Regions from separate parts of the Gossypium hirsutum genome. Here region 2 is linked to region 1. A link is a contact called in public Hi-C data. All regions are on one chromosome and are shown on one strand. Each heading gives the region's core, a stretch centred on a gene start, on an enhancer-like site or on the middle of the called end of the contact. The rest is flanking DNA. Distances are from core to core; before and after follow the strand shown.

What was found. Hi-C and Micro-C count contacts between places; a contact is called where the count stands out from the background.
Region 2: a Hi-C map of leaf shows a contact between it and region 1, with 3 times the contacts expected there. The contact joins the promoter of LOC107948578 here to the promoter of LOC107914412 in region 1. A contact is called at or near these places in 8 of 34 Hi-C or Micro-C datasets (callus, fibers and leaf).

The regions. Positions count from the first base shown.
Region 1 is chrA04:18,388,619-18,393,348 of Gossypium_hirsutum_v2.1, reverse strand. It overlaps LOC107914412 (RNA-binding protein CP33, chloroplastic), which reads left to right and starts at 2,156. Exons shown (of 4, transcript XM_016843325.2): 1 at 2,156-2,753; 2 at 2,873-2,974; 3 at 3,476-3,784; 4 at 3,867-4,240. The coding sequence starts at 2,298. The coding sequence ends at 3,983. LOC107917372 (nuclear transcription factor Y subunit A-10) reads left to right here. Exons shown (of 6, transcript XM_016846730.1): 2 at 1-66; 3 at 146-217; 4 at 491-631; 5 at 793-1,037; 6 at 1,167-1,299. The coding sequence ends at 1,299.
Region 2 is chrA04:18,840,459-18,845,188 of Gossypium_hirsutum_v2.1, reverse strand. LOC107948578 (putative phosphatidylglycerol/phosphatidylinositol transfer protein DDB_G0282179) reads right to left here and starts at 1,739. Exons shown (of 4, transcript XM_016883186.2): 1 at 1,248-1,739; 2 at 941-1,042; 3 at 620-780. The coding sequence starts at 1,347.

The DNA of each region.
Region 1 (4,730 bases), core at 907-3,406:
ATGCTTAAGGCAATCATCTCTAGGCAGCAATCACTTCAGTCGGAACATGGACTTGGTCAGCCCATGGTAATCTTCCATAAACCGGCTCATCTCACCTTCTTACCTTTGTTAATAATAATAACCTTTTTGGACTCAAAAACTGTAGGTTTGTGCAAAATATCCTTACTTAATGGATCAAGGCTATGGAGTTTTCCCTACTTTTGGACCTCAATTTTCGGTTTGTCTCTTCTATTTTCTCTACCTAACAACTTCTCTTGAATTAATTATACTGCTGGAGTTTTATCGTCATATATGGCACTGGATCTGCTTATTTCTTTCTGATCTATCAAATGATTATGAGCCACATATGTGGCAATGGATGCTCTACGGTTGAGAGATAGCTCCAAATCATCTATAACTGGATCTGTTTAATTCTTGCTAACCCTCATGACCATGGTCGAAATGTTCTTTATCTATATAATGCTCATGTAACCCAAATGTATGAAATTAGGGTCGTGTTATGCTGCCGTTGAACTTGGCTACTGAGGACGGACCCATATACGTAAATGCCAGGCAGTACAATGGAATCATTAGGCGTCGGCGATACCGTGCAAAGGCTGCACTTGAGACTAAAGTGACTAAAGCTCGGAAGGTATATGATCTTCTTTCTTTTGGTTTCTGAATCCTTTAGTTGGGAAAGTTTTGGCCCAAGCTTTTGTGGAGACAAGTTGGATATGGTATATTTAAACAGTACTAGATGGTTCTTGACTTGAAAACTGCATGAAATATTTAGATTATGCTTTTGTCCTACAGCCATATTTGCACTACTCGCGCCATCTGCACGCAGTGCGTCATCCAAGGGGAAATGGAGGCCTTTTCTTGAACACAAAAAGTTCAAACACCGGCAAAGATGGAATGCAGATGATGAAAGCTAATGAAGGGCAACTTTCTCGGCTTACAGGCTCACAAATTTCTCAAGTCCTACAGTCTGACAGTGGAACCATCAACTCGTACAAGGAACCAAATGGAGGAGGCTCAACATTTTCAGGGTCAGAGAGGTGAGCAGCAGCATGTATTCCAGGGGGGATCTCAGCAAGTGGGTTGCAATAGCAGATAAGTATTGTTGCAACCTGAAAATTTGATTCTCGGGGGATTAGTGGGGATTCGGTTTCCCACTTTCCCTGCAGCAACCAAAGGGATCAGGTTTCGGTTGCTAGGCAAATCATTCTTGGCTCGTCTCACTTAAAGCTCTTCTTTACCACTCTCAACGCCATTGCTCTCTTAGGTATGGTGGAAGATGCTCAATTAAACCTAGTATAAGATATATAATGGATCAGTCAGACTATATAAATGGAGTGTTTCCACTGATCCAACAAGAAAGAAAACTTCAAAGTTTGTTTAATTATTATTATTATTTTTTTTTTGTAATCCTAAATGTTTAGAATTGTGGAGTTCCTAACTCGGAATTATGTAGGTATATGTGAAATAATCTTTATGGTTGTGGTATTAGATGTGTTTTATATTATATTCTTGATCTACTTCGTTGGATTACTTTGAGAAGTGCTAAATTTGTCCATACCATTTTGCTTCCTCATGTATAATTCCGCGTATGATCTTGGGATTATTGTTGGTAGTTAAAATGAAAATGAAACCATTTAATATGGTATTTGTGTTATTTTTTTGGTCCAATTTGGTATTTGATCAAAGTTATATATTTTGGTACTTAAAGGTAACAAGGTTAATTATTTAGTGTTTAATTCAAGTTTTAGGGTTAATTTAATGGAAGTTAATTGGTAATATTATTAAGTTTGAATTTTTCATAATTTTTTTAATAAAATAAATTTAATACTAATTGTGAATTTATTTAATCTTGTGTTTAGTTTATCATATATAATATGATTGATATGATTTAATTCGAGTTTTAAGGTTGACTATAAATTTTTATCAACTCAACTCTAAAACCTGAATTCAATACTAAAAGTTAACACTGTTACCTTTATGAACCAAAATATTTAATTTTTATCAAATACAATACTAAATTATTTATTAAACCAAAGGAAAATTGCAAAGGAAAATCCGTAAAGAAATATAATGGGTTCATGTTTTACTAGTTTCAGGTGGCCCAACTAGAATCCAACCCAAAGTTGATAATCCAGATTCTGGACCAACACCAACTAAGGACACTTCAATGGAAAGACAGAAAAAATCCTGCCGAACCTTATCCATCTTCCAGCCATTTCCCATTTTAATTCCTTTTAGAATATCCCATTTCTTTTCATTGTTTCCATTGGTCATCCATTTCTTCTCTTTGGAGAAATATGTCAGCTCCTACACTCCCCATGGCAGCCGGTGTTGCAGCTGTCTCTTCTTCACTTTACAATAACACCAAACCCTCCTCTCTTTTTTCTTCATCGATTCACTTCCTTCCTTCAAGACTTAGCTCTAAGCAGTTAAAACCTTCCAACCTCAAAACCCAAAGCCTCAATTCCCTTCCTTTGTCTCTTAACTTATCTCTCCCACGTCTGCCCTGCTTTTCAGCAGCTTTTGACAGCTTCCAAGTTACTGAAGATGACCAAAGCAGTGGAGAAGAATACCCAGAAACAGAATCTCAAGACCTTGAAGAACAACCACAACAAGAGGAAGCTGAAGAAGATAAGGTTTCAGAGTCTGGCGGTGAAGAAGGAAAGTTGTATGTTGGGAATTTGCCTTATTCAATGACTTCTTCTGAGTTAACTGAGATTTTTAGTGAGGCTGGTAGTGTTGCTAAAGTGGAGGTTTGTGGATTTTTTTTCTTATTGTTTAACCATTCGATTTTGGGTTATCCTACTTTATTTTCCTTGTTCTTTTTTTTTCTTTGGCTAATGGTTTTTTCTCGTTTAATTTTGTTTAATAGATTGTTTATGATCGAGTTACGGATAGGAGCAGGGGATTTGGCTTTGTAACAATGGGGAGCGTTGATGAGGCCAAAGAAGCAATTAGACTGTTTGATGGATCTGTAAGTTCAATAATAGAGTTTTATTTTGACTTTCTACATTAACCATCGCTTGAACCTTCAATTCCCAATGAAATATTATAAATGTATAGACGAAAAGACCATAAAGTAGCTTCTTCTTTTTTTTATCACTAATTTGTTTGCATTGCCTGATTAAACATTTGATGTTGACTGTTGGAACTACTTCCGTTTGAATTCCGGTTTTAATCATTATCTCAACTTAGTCTTAGATCAACTATGTTTATCTGTTATGACATCAGAGCAAATATTGCTCTAAAGAGCTAATATTTGGATCCTGCATGATTCATCTTCTTCTAATGATCAACACTCCTAGAACCACACAAAAGCCCTCTACTCTTCCATCCTCTTAATGTCAGATTCAATTAGATTATATGATTATTAGGTTTACAATTGAAGGGTATTTATTTGATTTTTGGAGCACCATTTCTGTGGGATATTCCATTTTGACTTACTAGTAAATTGTTTGTTCCTAAATGCTAACAGCAAGTCGGAGGTCGGACAGTGAAGGTGAACTTCCCGGAGGTCCCAAAAGGAGGTGAGAGGGAAGTAATGGGACCAAGGATTCGGAGAAGTTACACAAGCTTTATCGACAGCCCTTACAAGATCTATGCAGGAAACCTAGGTTGGCGTGTCACTTCAGAAGGTCTCAGAGACGCATTTGCTAGCCAGCCAGGCTTGTTGAGTGCTAAAGTCATCTATGAAAAGGACACGGGAAGGTCTCGTGGTTTTGGATTCATTTCCTTCGAGTCAGCAGAGACCGTTGAGTCTGCTCTAACTGCCATGAATGGAGTGGTAAGAGTCAGTTACTGAATAACTCAGCATTGAAGTTTTGATTCCCTTTTTAATGTGTGTTTCAATATGGTCACGCTTGTAGGAGGTTGAAGGTCGACCTCTACGATTAAATATGGCTGCAGATAGAGCTCCTCGTACTCCTTTGCCTGCCGAAAATAGTCTTGAGAGGAGCGAATTGGTTTCAAGCGTCACTGTTTGATAGGTATACTAAAACAAATAGGTGATTTTGAAAGGAGGATCTAGAAAATTATGCAGATATATTACCTTTCACTTCCAGATTATGTTTCCATAAATATCATTTTCCACCTTATTCAAGAACTGATTAAAAATGTGTTGCATGTAAATCATAGAGAGAAGGGAGATGATTCACTCGACTTCTAAATTTTGGACTATATGTAGTTCTACATTGTTTGAGTTATGCATATTATGACAATTCCAAAAGTAAAAATTCCTATAGACGTCCATTCTTATTTGGTTAAATAGTCACTTCGATTCTTTCTTGTTGCACTAAGGTTGAGTTGGCCAATTATGAACTTTGGGTCTTGATAAATTTCTGGGCAATTCCCATGAACCATGATTTGCATAACACACGAAATACCTAAAATTGCAACCAGAAATACCTGCAAGTGTTCTAGCTGAGTAATGTCACGGATTTCTTTTGAGCAAACCCCTCGGATTCCTTGGGGGTCCAATATGGAGCAGTAAGGTGTGGTCTTGGTCTTGAGAATTTTCGGTCAAGACCGGGACATCAGCATCCTGAGTACGCATCTTGATGACAGGACAGGGGCCTTAGTGAACTTCTGGCTAGACCAATCCTTCATTGGCGGAGAATGATAAATTTGTTTGGAGAGATGACACAGAGAAACTTCTCAATGTAAAAGGTATACGAATTCCTTTGGGAGGAACAGTGATAATAACTGTTGAAACTATTTTTTGTTATTTAAAA
Region 2 (4,730 bases), core at 490-2,989, 450 kb before region 1:
ACTCAACTGTATAGCTGAAAATGATGACTCAAATCTGTTATGAGTTAAAATTTGTTTTCAAAAGAATTTGGAAAGAACTGAACCTGTTATGACTTGATAATTCTTGCAAAAACACCAATACATATTTTGCATGATCGAAAAGGTTGCTAAAAAACTTGAAGTAAAGGGAGTCTGAAGCATTGCATTAGTTTAACCAGATGAGAATACAATGAGGCAAAGAGAAGGAAGGGTTCAGCATAGTTCCAATCCCATAAAAACCCAATTTATTTCCTTGCAAGAGAACAAAATAGAAGGGAAGGAACAACGATATTGCCTTTAATTGTTCTGATTTTCATTTTGATCTTCAATCCTTTGTTTTTGTTTTTCCTTTACTCTGAAAGGAAAAGAAAAGCCTTTTCCCTCTTCCTTTATGTGTGTGCACGTATATATATATATATGCATATATATATTCCTTTCAACTCAAAATACCTGAACATAAAGCACACTCAACCAGAACTAGACAAAAAGTTTCGACAGTGTTTTAACTCTTCTGCTTATGCTAGAATATTGATGCAAACAAAAATTAAAAAGAAAATCCAACCGTTCAGCAACTATTAATCAACATAAGTTTCAGACTTACAGGAGGAGTATATCCGGGCAAAACTTGTGAATGAGAAACCACAAAATCACCAGTTGAGACAGGGCAAGATGTCTCATCACAAAGGTCATGAGTCTCACTGTGAATGTGCCATCCAAAATACGAAACCTCGATCACCAGTTTCCCCCCATCGATAGCTGCACCTGTACATCATTATAGAAAACAACGCCCACCTTCAATCACAAGCTTAAAGTACTACACACTTTGGTCGCATGTTACAACAAGCCTCATCAATCATCATATACCGACACAAAGCTACCATCTGATAACAATTACATTATTTGAAAAACATAGATAAGTTACCTGTTGTTGCTGCGATACTGAAGGTAGCAGGCTGACCCCTGGCGATCGGGTTTGGCGAAATTTCAACACCTTGAACCTTTACATCATACTCACCTTGCTTATCTGCATTTGTATTATTATTATTATTTAGATTCAAAAACTAAAAAGTTACATCCTAATATTGAGAGCTAATTTCATAAAAATAAAAAAAATAACATCATTAATTTTCCTCGGTAAACAAATAATAGAATTTTCATCGATTAATAAAATAAAAACAATTTAGTTAAAAAAAAAAAGGGCAGCGAACCTAGGGCTTAGAGAAACTAACCACAATATTTAACGTCGGTGGCGACTGCCAAGGGAACAACTAGAATCAACGAGAGGAGCAAGAGGGGTGCGATGAACCGGTTGTACTGGATCATCTCCATCTGGTTTCGATTTTACAGAAAATTAAAGTTCAGATATGTATATAAATCTCAGTTTGCAGTGATTTTGAGGATTGATTTGGTATTAGGGACGAGAGAAGAGTGCTGGAAATGAAGGGGGAATATATGGTGGGGAGAAGAAAGATTTAGTACAGCAGTTTGGAGAAATTGGGGGTGATCTAGGCCGTTGGTCTGTTTTGGTCAGCACGATTGACGGGGAGCGACTTGTTACTTAGACAAACCAGACTGGCAGTTTGGTTGGCGGTGACTGTTAGGTGATTCTCATTATTATTTTAATAAGAAGCGGTGTCTTTTTATGTTTCTTCGACCAAGAGGCTTCCTTCTCCTTTTTTATTCTTTGGTATTTGCGTTTTAACTTTAAGGTGCATTTTGATACCCAATTTTGTTTTTCATTCCTATTGAAGTACACCTGTATTTCATTTCCCTGCCAAAGTTGGTACTTGATACTATGCAAAACCACGTTGATATTTTTTGAATATTTCAACCATGTATTGTCATAATCCGATTTTTTTTATATCTAAAAAAAATATTTCTAATATTCATAAATTTTATAATTAAAAATTAAAAATTAAATAAGAGTTAAAAATATTTTTATAAAGTTTTATAAAGAATCAAAAAAGAAAATTTTATATTTTTTTCATACAAAGAACTACAAAAATATAACGTTTTATAAAAATAAATATATTAAAAATCAAAGAAAATATAATTTTTATAAAAATATTAAATCAAAATCAAAATAATAAAAATATTTATTGGGTCACATTAAAATTTATAATTTACAAAAATATATATATTCAATTTCAAATAATAATGTCATAATCATAATTGTCGAGATAAATTCGAATATCAACTAGTATATTAAAACTAAACTTAAATACCAATTGTATATTTAATTATTTCCTAATTGTATGATAAGTTTAGTAATAAAAATAATAATTTATATTTTACCAATTTATTATATTTAAATTTTAAATATTTTTCTTCCAAAATAATAATTTCTCTCTTTAAGGAAAATATTGATCTAAAATTTTCAAGTTTTATACATGATAATTCTATATTGATTTCTTTTTGTGTCCTTTTCAATTTTATTGGAACCATATCTCTTATCCAATCTTTTTAAAATAAAACATAATCACTTTTATTTTAAAATTTAAAAAATCAACAAATTGTTTACATATAAATTAGGATAAATTATACAACAGGTCACCCCAGTATTGCTCCTTTTCTTTTTTAGTTATCTAAATATTAATCTTTTTTTTAATTTGATCACCAAACTAATTGAGATTATTTTTTTTGGTCCATTTTCATTAAGTGTCGTTAAATCTCTGACAAGAAGTTGAAGCGGCAATTAAAAATCGATATAATAATAAATTTAGTGTTAAAAATCGGTATAATAATAAATTTGGCCCTTAAATTTTACGATTTAGTCATAATTTTAAAAAATTAACCCTCAAAATTTCTAAATGGTCTTAGTTTGATCCTCAAGATTTACCTTCCTCTTCCATTCCCCCTCACCACCATTGTTACCTCCACCTCCAGATTTCCACATAATTTCATTGTATTTAGTCCCAAAGCAGTACCATTTTACTATACTAGAATTAGAGGTGTTGCACAAATTTAGAAAGAAAAAAGCTAACAATGTTACTAGTTCTGATGTAGAAAAATGAGATGTTATATCAGCTCAAGTCACTCCACTATTCACTAAGGAACAATATCAGTAGATTCTTGAGCTTTTGCATAAAGAGCCTTCCATTGATATGGTTGTCAATTTCGCAAGTATGATTTCTAGCTACAACAATGTTGAAAGCACATCTTTAGAATAGATTTTGGACACAGGAGCTACTGGTCACATGATATTTGACTTACAATGCATAGATTCTTCAATTTCTTATGATTCTAACCACAAGTTTATTCGGTTGTCAAATGGTGAGTCTATACCTCTTTCTCATATTGGTACTTATAAATACTTTTCAACTAACCACATCATTAATGTCCTTTATGTTAAAGTATACCTGAAGACCAATCATGAGATGGTTGTAATTACAAACTCGTTTTACCTTGTTTATTAATATAAGGTATTGCCATTGTTATTTCAGTTTCTTTTCTGTGTATAAACTGATCAATAATAAGGTCCTAAGAATAATATGATTATTCTTAAAAGGTCCTCAGTCAAGTATTATTGTGGGCTTGGAAAATAATAATGCATTGAGACTAATGTGTAGTTGATTGATGACAAAGTGTTGTCATTGACATAGGGATGTCAAAATCAATACATGAGTTTGTGTTAGAGATCAACATACTGGACTAACCCATCATAAGTATGTTTCTTGGATTATTATGTAATAGTCACAAAATTACTCATAGTGATAACGATGTATATGATCTTCATACTTGAGATCATCATTGTCCCAACATCGTGAGTTGTATATTTTAATGTAGTCAAACGTCTACCGTAATAGGTTGAACTATAAAAACTAATGTTGGATCTACCACAATCCATGTAGTGGGATATGATGGATCAAGATAGGATTTATCCCTCCTACATAATGGGAGTAATATCTTAGGCCACTTAATGAAGTAAGACGAGAAACGCATGGCCATGCTCAAATAAGTTAACATGAGATATCACACTTATTTGTTTATTGCAACCTCCTCAAAATATCAAGAAATATGAGATTGAACTATACAAGTGTGACTAAACCATGACTTGTGTCCAATCTAGATATAAAGGATAAAAGGATATACTACATGAAAAGTTTATCACAGAAAGGTTATGTCGAATCACAACTTCTTGTAACTTGGGTAGCAATGATGCATTGCTAGATGCCACTCATTGCTTGTAACATTAGAAAGGTTCTAGTATTTCTACCAACGTTAAAAGAACTTACAGGGTCACACCCTATGGTTAAAGTGAACAAACTTCATGCCAATAGAATGTATGTATACCCTCTTACATACGATTATGGCGAATTATTATCATTGGTGGATAAATATCACTTGGTGGAACAACTTGGTGGGCAGTATTGCCTGAAAAATAGCATCGCCAGGCAGATAAAATAACCTAGTGGATAGAATTACCTGGCCAATAGGATTGCCTGACGAATACAATTCGCAATATCTTTCCAGAGTTAATATTTATGGAAGTTAGTATTCTTTTGGAAAGAATATAATTTCAATATCTTCCTTGATTTTCTTTGAAAAGTAAAAGGGAATTATTTTGTATTTTATATACATGATATTATTAAAAGGAATACAATCCCGAATTATGTAGGTGTGAGTAAGAAAATTGAACTTGGTCTAGCAATCAAAGTTTAGATACTCTCTGAAAAGTTCAAAAGAGTTTTTTGTTCATGATTGATTGGGTG